2 separate regions of the Hordeum vulgare genome follow, and region 1 is linked to region 2. The links are chromatin contacts, called in public Hi-C maps. All regions are on one chromosome and are shown on one strand. Each heading gives the region's core, a stretch centred on a gene start, on an enhancer-like site or on the middle of the called end of the contact. The rest is flanking DNA. Distances are from core to core; before and after follow the strand shown. Region 1 overlaps LOC123444262 (myosin-17-like). Region 2 holds the start of LOC123440171 (B3 domain-containing protein LFL1-like).

The links. Hi-C and Micro-C count contacts between places; a contact is called where the count stands out from the background.
Region 1: a contact with region 2 is called in a Hi-C map of leaf, with 4 times the contacts expected there. The contact joins the enhancer-like site here to the promoter of LOC123440171 in region 2. A contact is called at or near these places in 2 of 6 Hi-C or Micro-C datasets (leaf and seedling).

Annotation. Positions count from the first base shown.
Region 1 is chr3H:461,175,825-461,182,265 of MorexV3_pseudomolecules_assembly, forward strand. It overlaps LOC123444262 (myosin-17-like), which reads right to left. Exons shown (of 51, transcript XM_045120939.1): 37 at 6,412-6,441; 38 at 6,057-6,266; 39 at 5,827-5,947; 40 at 5,653-5,745; 41 at 5,495-5,575; 42 at 5,214-5,399; 43 at 4,486-4,830; 44 at 4,264-4,395; 45 at 4,111-4,181; 46 at 3,935-4,034; 47 at 3,811-3,867; 48 at 3,664-3,720; 49 at 3,474-3,554; 50 at 3,122-3,204; 1 more. The coding sequence ends at 2,906. Among protein-coding and RNA genes, the nearest start is that of LOC123444262, 38 kb to the right of the region's middle. Within about 2 kb of position 2,282, at least 2 of the 3 cell types and tissues checked have open chromatin away from gene starts, as enhancers often do. A contact at or near this core is called in leaf, where this site is marked.
Region 2 is chr3H:460,854,576-460,860,733 of MorexV3_pseudomolecules_assembly, forward strand. LOC123440171 (B3 domain-containing protein LFL1-like) reads left to right here and starts at 3,829. Exons shown (of 7, transcript XM_045116745.1): 1 at 3,829-4,054; 2 at 5,734-5,775; 3 at 5,878-5,964; 4 at 6,062-6,158. The coding sequence starts at 3,884.

The sequences.
Region 1 (6,441 bases), core at 1,032-3,531, 320 kb after region 2:
TTAGCTGGCCTACACTCTCCACTTCAACCGAGTTGCACGACTTCATTAGCCTCACAACCTATTATCGCAAATTCGTTGCCTGATACGGCATCATCGCCAAGCCATTAACGGTGCTCCTGACAAAAAAGGGTTCAAGTGGAATGATCAAGCACAAGCCGCCTTCGAGCTCCTCAAGCGCGCCATAGCCAGCGCACCAGTCCTCTCGCTGCCGGACTTTGACAAGCACTTCAGCATTGAGACCGACGCTTGCGACACAGGCATTGGAGCCGTGCTCGTGCAAGATGGCCCTCCGGTGGCCTACTTCAGCAAGGCACTCGGGATTCGCAACCAAAAGTTGTCCGCTTACGAGAAGGAATTCCTTGAAGTGATGATGGTCGTGGACAAATGGCACGCCTACGTTCAACGTGGGAAGTTAACCATTGTCATGGATCACAAAAGCTTGTGCAACCTGAGGGATGAGCAATTTGAGACAGATCTGCGGGGCAAGGCCATGTCAAAGCTGGTGGGACTCTAGTTCAAGTTCTAGTATCGTCGCGGCGTCGATAATGGGGTAGCTGACGCTCTATCGCGCGTGGGCGCGGCTTTGGACCTGAGCGCTCTTTCGTTGTGCCAACCAACCTGGGTGCAGGAGGTGGCCAATTCTTACACCACAGGCGTCGATGCACAAGGGTTATTGTCTCACCTCGCCATCCACAACCTAGACGACGACGGATTCGAGCTGCACAAGGGCCTCATCCGCAAGCAGAACCGGCTTTGGATCGAAAACAATGCAGCTCTTCGCACTAAGCTCATCAGCGCCCTCCATGACAGCGCTGTCGGTGGGCATTCAGGTACCAGGACAACTTACCAACGCCTCAAAAAGCTATTTCTATGGACACAAATGAAAGAGGACATCGACACCTACGTCAAACAATGCGCCATTTGCCAACACGCCAAACAAGAGCATCATCGACAAGCAGGCTTGTTCGCGCCCCTGCCAGTGCCGGCAACACCCTGGCAGGACATGACGATGGACTTCGTGGAGGGCTTGCCCAAGTCCGAAGGATAAGGATATGACTCTATCATGGTCGCCATGGATTGCCTCACCAAGTTCATGCACTTCATCCCCCTACGACACCCATTCAATGCAGCGCAGGTGGCGCACGCGTTTTAGGATAAGATCGTCAAGCTCCACGGCATTCCCAAGTCCATCGTCTCCAACCGTGATCGCGTGTTCACGAGAACGCTCTCACGTGAGATGTACACCAAGGCCGGCACCAAGCTCCTCTACTCGACAACCTACCATCCGCAGATGGACGGGAAGAGCGGGCGCGTCAATCAATGCCTCGAGATGTACCTATGATGATCCATCCACGACACACCTCAACGCTCGCGTTGCTGGCTTCCAATGACGAAATTCTGGTACAATTCATCCTTCCATTCCGCCATCAACTGTACTCCATTCAAGGCCCACTACGGCGTCAAGCCAAACCTTGGTGGCATGCCTCTCTGGGACAACATGACGACGTCCACCCTCGACGCCGAGCACTGGGATTGGGGCGCGAACACTACGCGCCTGCAGGAGCAAATTCACCGTGCCCAGGGCTGTTTCAAGAAGCAGGCGGACCGCCATCGCACGGAGCACAGCTTCAAGGTGGGCGACTACGTGCTCCTCAAGCTGCGGCCCTACACCCAACTATACCCAAAACTAGCGACATCGAACCCGTGAAGGTCCTGGAGCGACGCATGGTCAAGCGGGGCAACAACGTCATCGTGCAACTACGGATCCGCTGGTTTTCTTCCTCCACAAGCACCACCTGGAAGGACTACGACACACTTCGACGATGTTTTCTTTCAACAATCATATGACAGGACCACGACGTGGACGAACAAAAGGATTCTGCAGTCCCTGTCGAGCCTGAAGAACCTGAAGAGGAGGCTTTCTTTGCAGAAGAGGGGAGTGTCACACCTTCATCCCACTCATAGGATGAAAAACTATGTACATGTAAGCCATGTGAATGGGGCCCACTGGTCAGATATGTGTGCGTATAAGTGTGGATGTAGACAAAAAAGACCAGACATGTTGTATGAGAGTGTGAATCCTCACCTGCTCCTCACCTACCTACCCTTCTTTGTATCGCATCTTCTTCCTTCGCAAAAAAATAAACCGAACTCAGATCTCATCCCCTTCTCCCCCTTTATCAATCCTCTGGATCAGCGGGTCGTTACAACATATGCCACACCGTTTATGGCGGCGAACAAAAATGCAGCACCGAGCGCAGCAACGCATCACTGGTGGGGGCACTTGCGAAAGCTCGAGCAAGAAACAGCAGGCGGGCCTGCTGCACCGTACACGAGAGAAGGGAAAGCAACGTGCAGGGCCCATGACAGGTGTCAGGCGACAGGGGCGGCTGGTTTCTGGTTTCTTTCAGAAATCAGACGGATGAAACTAAACGTTTCCCTTTAGATTAATACCCTCTTCAAGTGTAAGTCTAGCACAGAGGGAACTAGCTGAACAAATAATAAAGAATTTTAGTTGGAAGACACGAACAAGCCAACCACAATGCCATTATTCTATACCAGCAGAACGATGATATTCATTTTCTGTAACAATTTACAACACACGTACAGCTTCACTAATTACAGCAAAACTTTGCATTACTAAGCTTATACAGGGACTTTTGCCCTTGTCCCCTCGGTATACAAGCCCAACATAATCAAAAAGAAAACATGGCATGAAAAACTGGACACAAATTTACAATCAACGAACCAATCAATCGAAATCAAATACCTAAGCTCTCCTAGGAACTACTCCTCAATGGCTTGCTATCTGGTATAAAAAGAATCACGCATACTGTACAACCTACAAACAGGAACTCCTGATTTATCCACAGCTGCCGAAGGCTCCACGGTGAGAAAAAAATAACTATTCCCCTCTTTGCAATAAAAACGCAAAGCTTGGGTTTTCACGGACAAACGGTAGCAAGTCATCATCAGCAATCTCAATGATTGGCATTGTCTTTGTAATATCATCGAGTGAAAAAGGTATACTGCATTTGTGGAACGAAATGGTGAAACCATGAGCCATAAACATTAGGAGGCTTTAAGCTGAAAGTGCTTTTTTTTGTCAAATGTAACAAACCTAGAATCATCATCTAGCAGTATAGAGAAAGTCGTGACAGTATTTGCTTCCTCACGCGCTGCAGCTTTCAAGCTTGATGCGAACTATAAATAGATAAGCAGAAATCACATATCTTCATTTGTAAATGAAAAACAAATCAATATTGTAGTAAAGACCAAATAGTGTTTTTTTTTAAGTGGAGGTGGTGAGGGTTGCCACATAAGGACATCCAGAGGTCATGATATTACTCTCGCCCCAAGTGCACTCAAATTCAGAATCGCATGGTTAACTTCAGAGTTCAGATGAGATTTGGGGCTTAAGTGATGGTATGACCGCATTCGACCAAATAGTATATGAGGGTACATCATCTCACCTCTGCTGAAATAGTGTTTGTACCATTGACGTCATCCAAGTACATACCAACTATGCGCTCTAGCTGCTGTATGCTAAGGGCCTGAAAGAATTCATACAAATATTAGAAGTACAACTTATAGGGGTAAGGACTGGCAGTGGAGTCTTCCTTTCTTATTAAGAAAAGAATGTCAGTCAAATCAAATACTTACTTGGCACACATCAGCACGTATCTCTCTTAGTGTTCTCATTGGCTTTAGAGAAATCACCTGGCAAAAGAGAAGAGTAGGAACCAAATTTATTTGTGAATAAAACATTATTGGGGAATTAATATTCAGTAAGTAAAAAAGAATGCGCACCAAGAAATCAACAGCCTGTCTGATATGCTTCAATGCCTCCCAGACCGAACCTGCAAACTGCGTCAAATACAACAGATAAGTCAATAGCTTTGGAAAATCCATTTGAAAACGGGGAAGTGAATACCTCTCGAGTAGCATTATCAGACCAGTGTTTTAGCTCAGCTAGTCCAGCTTTGACATATTCCCCGTTGCTAAATGAACAGCACTCACGCCGCAAAAGGAGTCTGTTTCCAAGGGGAAGATCTTAAGAGAAGCTTATACATATGTGAGTGAATACATGAGGCTAGGACAAAGGTTAACCTGTTAAATAGCTGAACATCAATCAGTGAAAATATCTGTACGAACAACTTATGCACCAAAATTGATGGGACCTGCAAATTCAACCAGATAAGACAAAATGCATTCAGACAATTTTATGAACGGACACCATGGGTCCATGATCTTTGCACCTACATGGTTCGCCTTTAATATATCCAAATAGTTGGCTAGGACTTTCACGATGCTTAACCAATGTGCTAATTGGTTCTGTTGTCCCAAGCCATTTGTATTGCCTTTTGCCAGATTTGAGTGAGAAGAACGTGGATCCTGAAGAGATTCAACATTTAACTATCTTTAAATAGAAAAGGATGAAGCTTCTTTAATTTTCTTCCAAAAAATGAGAGCAAGTAACAGCACCTGGATGCACAATTCAAGTAAAGGGTTTAGTTCCTTCTTCACACTGTCGCTTATCATACCATAAACCTTCTCAATTAGATCCACAAGCTGCTGTTTAAAGAGCAAAGCTGGATATTTTGCTTCGACTTGGGGTAATCCAGTAGCTCCAACAACTGATTGCCCACCGAGATAAGCAAGCCCAGCATTTGAAGTTTGACTTGTATGAAATATCCTCTCAGATGAAAATCTTCGCCTTTGCGGGGTTGAGAGTGCGGTCCTAGTAGTTTTGAATGATCGTTGAAGGAGAACTGTTAATGCAGATAAGTTGGACAACCAATATGCCAATGTTCTCACATCATGTTCAGCCTTCAAGAAAGGTAAAGTCTGACATCAGGACAAGTAGCCAAACTCTACACCAACTGCATGAAGTGTAGTTTTGCAAGCAATATGAAAAGTTGTTGCTGTAGTTAATTTCCATATTTTCATGTTTTATCAATTATTCAAGGCACTCTGAGAGAACAAAGAACATGGATCCTAATCTTGCCAATTATTATTTTATGTACATGTTAGATGTTGCACAACAGAAAATTGGATAAATGAGATTAATTCCAATTCTGCTGCAATAGGGCATTCGATAAATGACATTCTCTCCTAGTTTATTGCAACAAGTAGAGGTTGTACTCCATGACATCGATGCTGCATTTAAATGAAGAAAGATGCTATTCGAATCCAAAGAAAGTGTGAGGAACCTCTATTGCAGAGTTTATAGCATTCAGAATTCTGTCAAATACACCAGTCTTCATGGCTTCAAATGATCTCCAGTGAAGAAGAGACTGGTATATAAGAAGAGTGGCAACAGGCTTGCTCCCAGAAAATCCAAGATATTGTGGAATGCAAGTAAGTAACCACTGCTGGTCATCTTGGGGCTGCTGGGGCTGCAGAGACTTCCAAAAAGTAACAAATGATCATCTCAAAAGTAGGTTAACAGTTCAACTGAACACTGAGAATCAGCATCAAATTTGCAGAATACCTGATGTTTCTGATTAAGAACTCTTTGCAGTTTTTCTCCGTGTTCAACGTCTTTTTGATTACTCGAGTCAGGAGCATTGCCCTATATTATAGTTTAGACATTCAATTAAATGCAATTTTGTAGAAATTATATGTGGATATATAGTTGCTATAACTCACTGCTGGGGGTGTTGCTTCTGACATGCCAGCTGATGGCCTCATCTCAGCCTGCCTTAGCTCACCGTTCAAAACATGCCCATTCTCTGGGCTTCTCTGCAAAAATATACGAACAATATCAGTTATGAGGATCGAATAATCATCGTATATGTGTCAGGCCCAGTAAAGGTACATTACATGAATCCTTGTGATCTTTGAACGTGAGGGTTGAGATTTGGCAGTAGAAGGTGGAGTAGCAATTGCTTGCTGACGGAGAACATGATTCTCAGCTTCTAAGTTGGCTGCTTTTCCTTCAATTCTGTTTATGGAAGGATCACAAAGAATTGTTTGAATGAGGTTGAAAAAATAGGAAGCAGAATCTGACCACTATATTTGAAAAAGTGACGCATAAAAGAATACATATGCACCTTTGTAGGGACTCCTGAAGGTGAGTTATAACTTTGCCTGACTCCTCAATTTTTTTAATCAAATCATCATTCCTGTTAAGGAGGTCTTCATTTCTCTTCAATAAATCTTCATTCCTTTCATGAGCTTCAGTAAGAGCTCTCTTGGCAACATCACTGTCTTGTTTTTCCATCACAAATGAAGACAATCTTGATATTGCATCTACTTGAATCCTGGTCTCAAGAAAAGAAGTAGACTTGTAAAGGATAACATCAATGATTTTTTATGAACATACAATACTAGTAGTAATCATGTAATGATGTTATTCTAGTTAGAAACTCAGTGGCAGCGCACTGCATACAGAATGAAAATACTAACTTTTGCACTGTGTCTTGAAGTAAATGGATC
Region 2 (6,158 bases), core at 2,579-5,078:
TTACAGCGATTGCGCTGCCAACCCGGGATCATTCGATCGGGCAACGGTACATCCACCTGCTGCTTGTTGCCTCTGGTTCTGCCACGGTCACATGCCTCAAGCCGTTGGTGTTAGAGATATACCATAGAGGCAATCATGCATGGTGATATTTCCTATGTGTTTATGAATAAAGATAGTCCTTGGACATTGTCAATGATGTGTATCAACAAGTACGTGACTTTCTTGTGAGACTATGCATTGTGTGATGATTATTCTAAATGATCTCTAGTCGAAAGGGTTGTGTGGATGCGCACCCAGCTAGACTCACATATCTCACGATGGGATGGTCTGGTCTCACTAACCATGTAGCATTGGATGCTATCTACATAATATGGACTCGGAAAGATCTGGTCAAATTGAACGTAGTCGGATCCGAGTCGAGATAAGGTTCGTACCGAACAGACACGATTATGAGACAATGTGAGATAATTTTATCTGTGAATCTCTCGTACAACATATGTCATGTGTCCTAAGACCTCAGCTGACTCATGAACTCAGGATGGTGACACGCCTGCTTTAGACCCACCAAACACTACTCTGTAATTGGATAGTTTTGGGCTTGTCCTCACACGTGCTACGAGATGTGGTCGAGCAAGATGGGATTTGCCCCTCCGATCGGGAGAGATATACTATGGCCCCTCATAACCCACAAGTGTAGGGAGTCATTTGTAGCCTTTTTTATAAATATGAGTGTCGAACCCAATGAGGATATAAAGGTAGAATTATATATTCCCTTCAAGTTCTGTCGACCATCGATACAACTTTACAGACACTTAATGTCCCCTTTACCTAAAACAAGCATAAAACTACTTGGTAGGTGTAATAGGATAAGGTTGCAAGAACAAAACTAGACATACTTAGCTCGATAATAAAAGTTAGTTTGCTTTAGTAGAGAGCTTTTTGTAGAGCAATGAAAAATATTGTCCCTAGGGAATCGAATATAACACGATAGATACTTATCATATGCAATGAGGGAGAGGCATATGCTAACATACTTTCCGTACTTGGATCACATGCACTTATGATTGGAACTCTAGGAAGCATCCACAACTACTAAAGATCATTAAGATAAAAACCAACTATAGCATTAAGTAACAAGTCCTCTTTACTCCCATATGCAACAACCCCCTTACTTGGGTTTAAACTTTTGTCACTCTTGCAACCCACTATAAGTGAATTACGAACGTATTGTAATACCCTACAACGGTAATACCACACGCTTGCGCGACACGATGGGCGACATAGGACATCATCATATCAACATACAACTCATATCAATCACACCATACACAATTAATCCATAGGACAAAAAGGATCTACTCAAACATCATAGGATGGCAGCACATCATTGGATAATAATATGTGGCATAAAAAACAAGTTTAAGTAGAGATTACAATGGGGAAAAGAGGTGTTACACTTTGCATAGAGGGGGAGAGAGTTGGTAATGATAGCGGCAAGTTGTTGGTGCACATTGCCATCACGATGATTCCACCAGTGGCACTCCGACGCCACCAGAAGAGAGGGGGATACCCCCCCCACCTTATTCTTCTTCCTTGGCATCCCCCTAGATGGGAGGAGGGTTTCTTCGAGATTGGATATCTCTCTCTGTTTCGCGTTCGTGTTTTCTGTCCCTTCATCGTTTCTTAAATATTTGAATATCCATAACTCCGATTGGGCTGCAAGTTTGAGGGGATTGTTATGAGGATATTAGCTTCCTTGCAGCCAAAGGACACACCCAGCCAACTTATGGAGGAGTCACAAGCTCACCTGGTGCGCCCTACCCCCTAGGGCCCGCCATGTGAGCTCGTGGCTCCCTCGGACACTGTCCCGCGTTGGTTCCTTTTATCAAAAATCACATATATTCCAAAAAAAACTATGTAAAATTTTATTGTGTTTGGACTTTGTTTGATATGAATTTTCTATGAAACTAAAAACATGCAACAAACAGGAACTGACATCGGCACTCGATCAGTATGTTAGTCAAAGAAAATCATATAAATTGTTGTCAAAAGTATGTGAAAGTTGTACAATAATGACATGAAACAATCAAAAATTACAGATACGACGGAGACGTATCAGCCCCCTCGTGTGATCCGACCTAGATAAGCCTGACCATGCGACGAGTATTATGAGATAATCCGAGGTGTTGGTCAGAATCACTGGAAAGAGAAAGAGGTCGGGCTACACCAAGGATGACCATATCGCCTTGAGCCCGACAACATATATCGTGAGGTAAAAGGATTAGAAGTATGATATACAGGTTCACCAAACCGGCTTTATTGTCTGCTTGGTGGTGGTACGCTTTGCTAGAAGCCGCTACCAACCATGAATATCGGAGGCAATCAAACCTGCAACCAAGCCGACTTGCACCCAAGGGGGCACACGTTTAAGGGAAGGAACCTATGAGGTCGGATCCGAGGACACTGATCGGATGTAGTCCGAGTTGGATTTGGATCGTGATCGAGTAGACTTTGGGCTTTAGGATCCGTGCGATACCCAACCGTTGAGCCCGTGATGGATCCATATATATATATAGTGGAGGTGCGACATATGGTTTCAGTTGATCACTTCAACGTCGTCATTAGGGCTTTGCATGCGTTACCACTAGCCACCTCCACTCATCGTCAGTTGCGTGATCGGACCTAGGAGTCGGCCACACGATGTTCTTCATGCACGCGCGAATATCGTCAGAGGCGATGCAATTGCGCTACTACAGCGAACCTGTTCGTGAAAGCCAACGACCGTCTCTTCGAGAGAGTTCCAACAAGGAGGAGACGAACCCCCGGACGCGCTGCCCCGATGCTACTTCTACTGCACCACACTACGCGACTAGTGATAAGGATCCGTGATCCATCCCCATCGCATGTTCCTTAATCGATGCACTTAGCGTAGGACAACAGTTGGATTCAAGCCCCACCTGTGCGGACGCAATGGATTCCCGTCGAAGTGACTCGGTGCCCGCATACTGGAAGGACGAAGTTCGGGTTTCCTCCAGAGACCAACGGAGAGCGAGTCGTATGGCTAACTCGTCCATGTCCTCGCATGGGACAAGGTCCCAACCGACGAATTTGGAATTATCACACTCTCATTCGTTGCCTACCATATCAAAAAAAGGCCGAAGCTCGTTTAAGATAAGTAAGGGAGGAGCAAAACAGATTGAAAGTGAAGTGACGTGGCTAGGTTTTAATCCTGGATAAGAATATAGACGTACATATGTGGGGTTAAAATGAGCCAATGTGGGCTAGATCTAATATGGTGGATGCGTCTATGCATCCTATATTCATTTCGCGTATGGACCACGTATGACGGACGAATGTGAATGTCACAAATTTGTTGCCATAAAAGAGTATCTGCGCCATAGGGCTATTTTTAGCGAACCCCCGTCCACGCTTCAAGCTCCACCGCAGCCTACGACCAGTGAATGAGCAGAGCTCGCGCGGGGGGCGGGGCGGCAGTGATGAGTGCGCCAACCACCACGGGCGAGGGCGAGGGCGAATGCAGGCAGAGTGCGAAACACGGAACGGAACCCAAACCAGGCGCCCCCCGGATTTCAAAACTCACAAGCCAGCCATTTGTCTGCGAGCCCCGCGGGGAATCCCAAGGCGGAAAAAACGCCAGCAGCGGCCTCCCCGCGCCTCCCACCCGGCGCCTGCCACCTCGCGCCCGCCCGGTTGGCCCTCGGCATCGCCCCGTCGGGCGCTGGCTCCCATTTCAGAGCTCGCCCGCCACTTGGCGCCGCGCCCCCCGTCTCCGATTCTCCGCCCGCCCCCGCCTATAAATGCGCCCCGCGCGACCCCAACCCTAGCCGCCGCATCATCCCCCTCCTCCTCCCGTCCCACCGGCATGGCCGCCATCAGCAGCAGCAAGCGCCGCTCCCCCTCCGCATCCACCGCCGCCTCCTCCTCCTCGGCCGACGGGATCGGCGAGCCTGGCCCGCAGCTCGTCACCCGGAAGCGGAGGTCCGTTCGGCGCGGGCCCCGCGGCGGTGTCCGGTGGATGCCGGCGATCCGACCAGTGAGTGCCTCGGAATTCATCGCCACGTCCTGCTGCGTGTAGGTGGTCGATCCTCCGTATATTATGGGATCATCATCATCTCCGCGGAGGTGGTGGGCCGTGCTGGCGGGGAGACGCGGTGGGCTGGAGGCCCAGGGCAAGAGAGGGGTGATTGTTATGGTTGACGTTTGATTTGAGATTTGATTTGATTGATAGCGACCGAGGCGCCTCTAGATGTTTGACGTGTGTGGTTGATTGCATTGGGGGCTCTCATCTGCCCGATTGCCGATTTGATTACTGCGTTGTTGCGAGTCTAGGGGATCTTTGAAGGTCTTATTTTGAATTCCACGATCGGATTTCACCGACCTAACGGGTTGTGTGCTTAGGTGTGAATGTGATCAATTGCTATTTTTTGCTCAATTGTCGTCGTTAGTGTGCTAGGCTAGAGGTTATGGTAAGGGGTGATTTTTGTACTTCTCTGTTGGATCTACGACGTCTATGGCAGGGTCCACTCTTTGATAGTTTTGGTCAGTCATTAACTCATCATACACCAATTATCCATGTTTTCGAACTAAATAATCAGAGTAAGACTTCGTAACTCATCTTCTGTCGTGTCTCATGTGGCACATGTATAGAATATGTGCTGTAGGTCCCATCTGGCAGTTTCAGCGTAATAAGAACACTTAGTGGTTCACATCGTCACCGTGTCAATGTAGTTATGTGCAACGGTAACAACAACACTTGCCTATGCCTGTGTGCATTACTTGATGCAGAGGTCGAGGGTCTTTTCCCTCTTTTTGGAAAAAAACAAACAAGAACACTTGCGTGGTTATATATATTACAACAGTACACACTCAATATTAGCTGCAAGTGCATAATTTAGTCCTTTACATACTCACATTCTTTTGTCCATGTTGTTATGTGCATTTCACATTTACTGTCTGCACAAATGTTATGTTATTGCCATTTCCATGAGGCGCTGCAAGGTTTGTAGGGATTGCGTTTTCTCTAGTAGCTTACTGCAGCACAATAATCGCAGGAAATAGCAGCACATGTCAAATTAACTGATTGAGTTTTTGATTTCAGTGTCTTTGGTATTTTTTTTCCATAGCATGTGGCATGGGCCACAACAGTAATTATGTCAGGCAGTAGATACTAGCTGATACATTATGTGTACTTGTGTACCAGTATGCTGACTGGGACGACGGGTAGACCATCTGGTATGAATGTAGCGGTGTTACTTCAGACTGGGGTTCTTGAACCTTAATTGCCCCAAGTAACTTTTGAGCTTAATGCAATTTTCAGGTGCTAGTTATGTTTTCATGTTTGTTTTGGACTTTGTAGTGTGATTTATCTTATATTTTAAACAGAAGCTATGAAAACTGTGTGACCATAGCATCATTTCTATTACTATGATGGACAGAACTGGTGTAAGAGGGCATTTGTAGTACGTACAATTTAAGACACTTGCTATCTACACTTTTGTCATAAGCTTAAAATAATCATTTCCATGTTAACTAAACTGTACACAATCTACAACTTGCAACTATTTATTTTCCGTTGGATGAAGAATCAATGCTCAGGATTGTCAACTTAGAAATAAGGATTTCCAATTCAATTTAGAGATAGACACGTCTAATGTGGTACTTGATTTTATTTTTTCTGCCTGCTCCCTAAATGAATTCGTTTTTTTGTGATAGGTAAGTGAGCTGGATTTAAATAGAGTTGCTCTAGATCCAGATGTAAGACTTATGCAAAACATATAGGAAGTATTTTTTTAGAGAAGGAAACAGTGTTAATCGAACTAGTCCATTGTATTAATAGATTCTAGAATGTTTGTGTAGCATCAAGTGCCCGGGTTGCGAGTTATTCTGCAGAAGGAGCTCCGTAACAGTGACATAAGCCAGCTTGGGAGAATTGTTCTTCCGAAGGTGAGTTCTTATTTAAACAGCTTTTACAAACTTCCTTTTACCATCATAGTTCATGCTCTCTAACTGTTGACACTTGTCTCTGGCATTAATTGCACAGAAAGAGTCGGAGGCTTACCTCCCAACTCTGGCATCAAAGGATGGCAGAAGTCTACGCATGCATGATTTGCTAAATGCACAAGAGTGGACATTCAAGT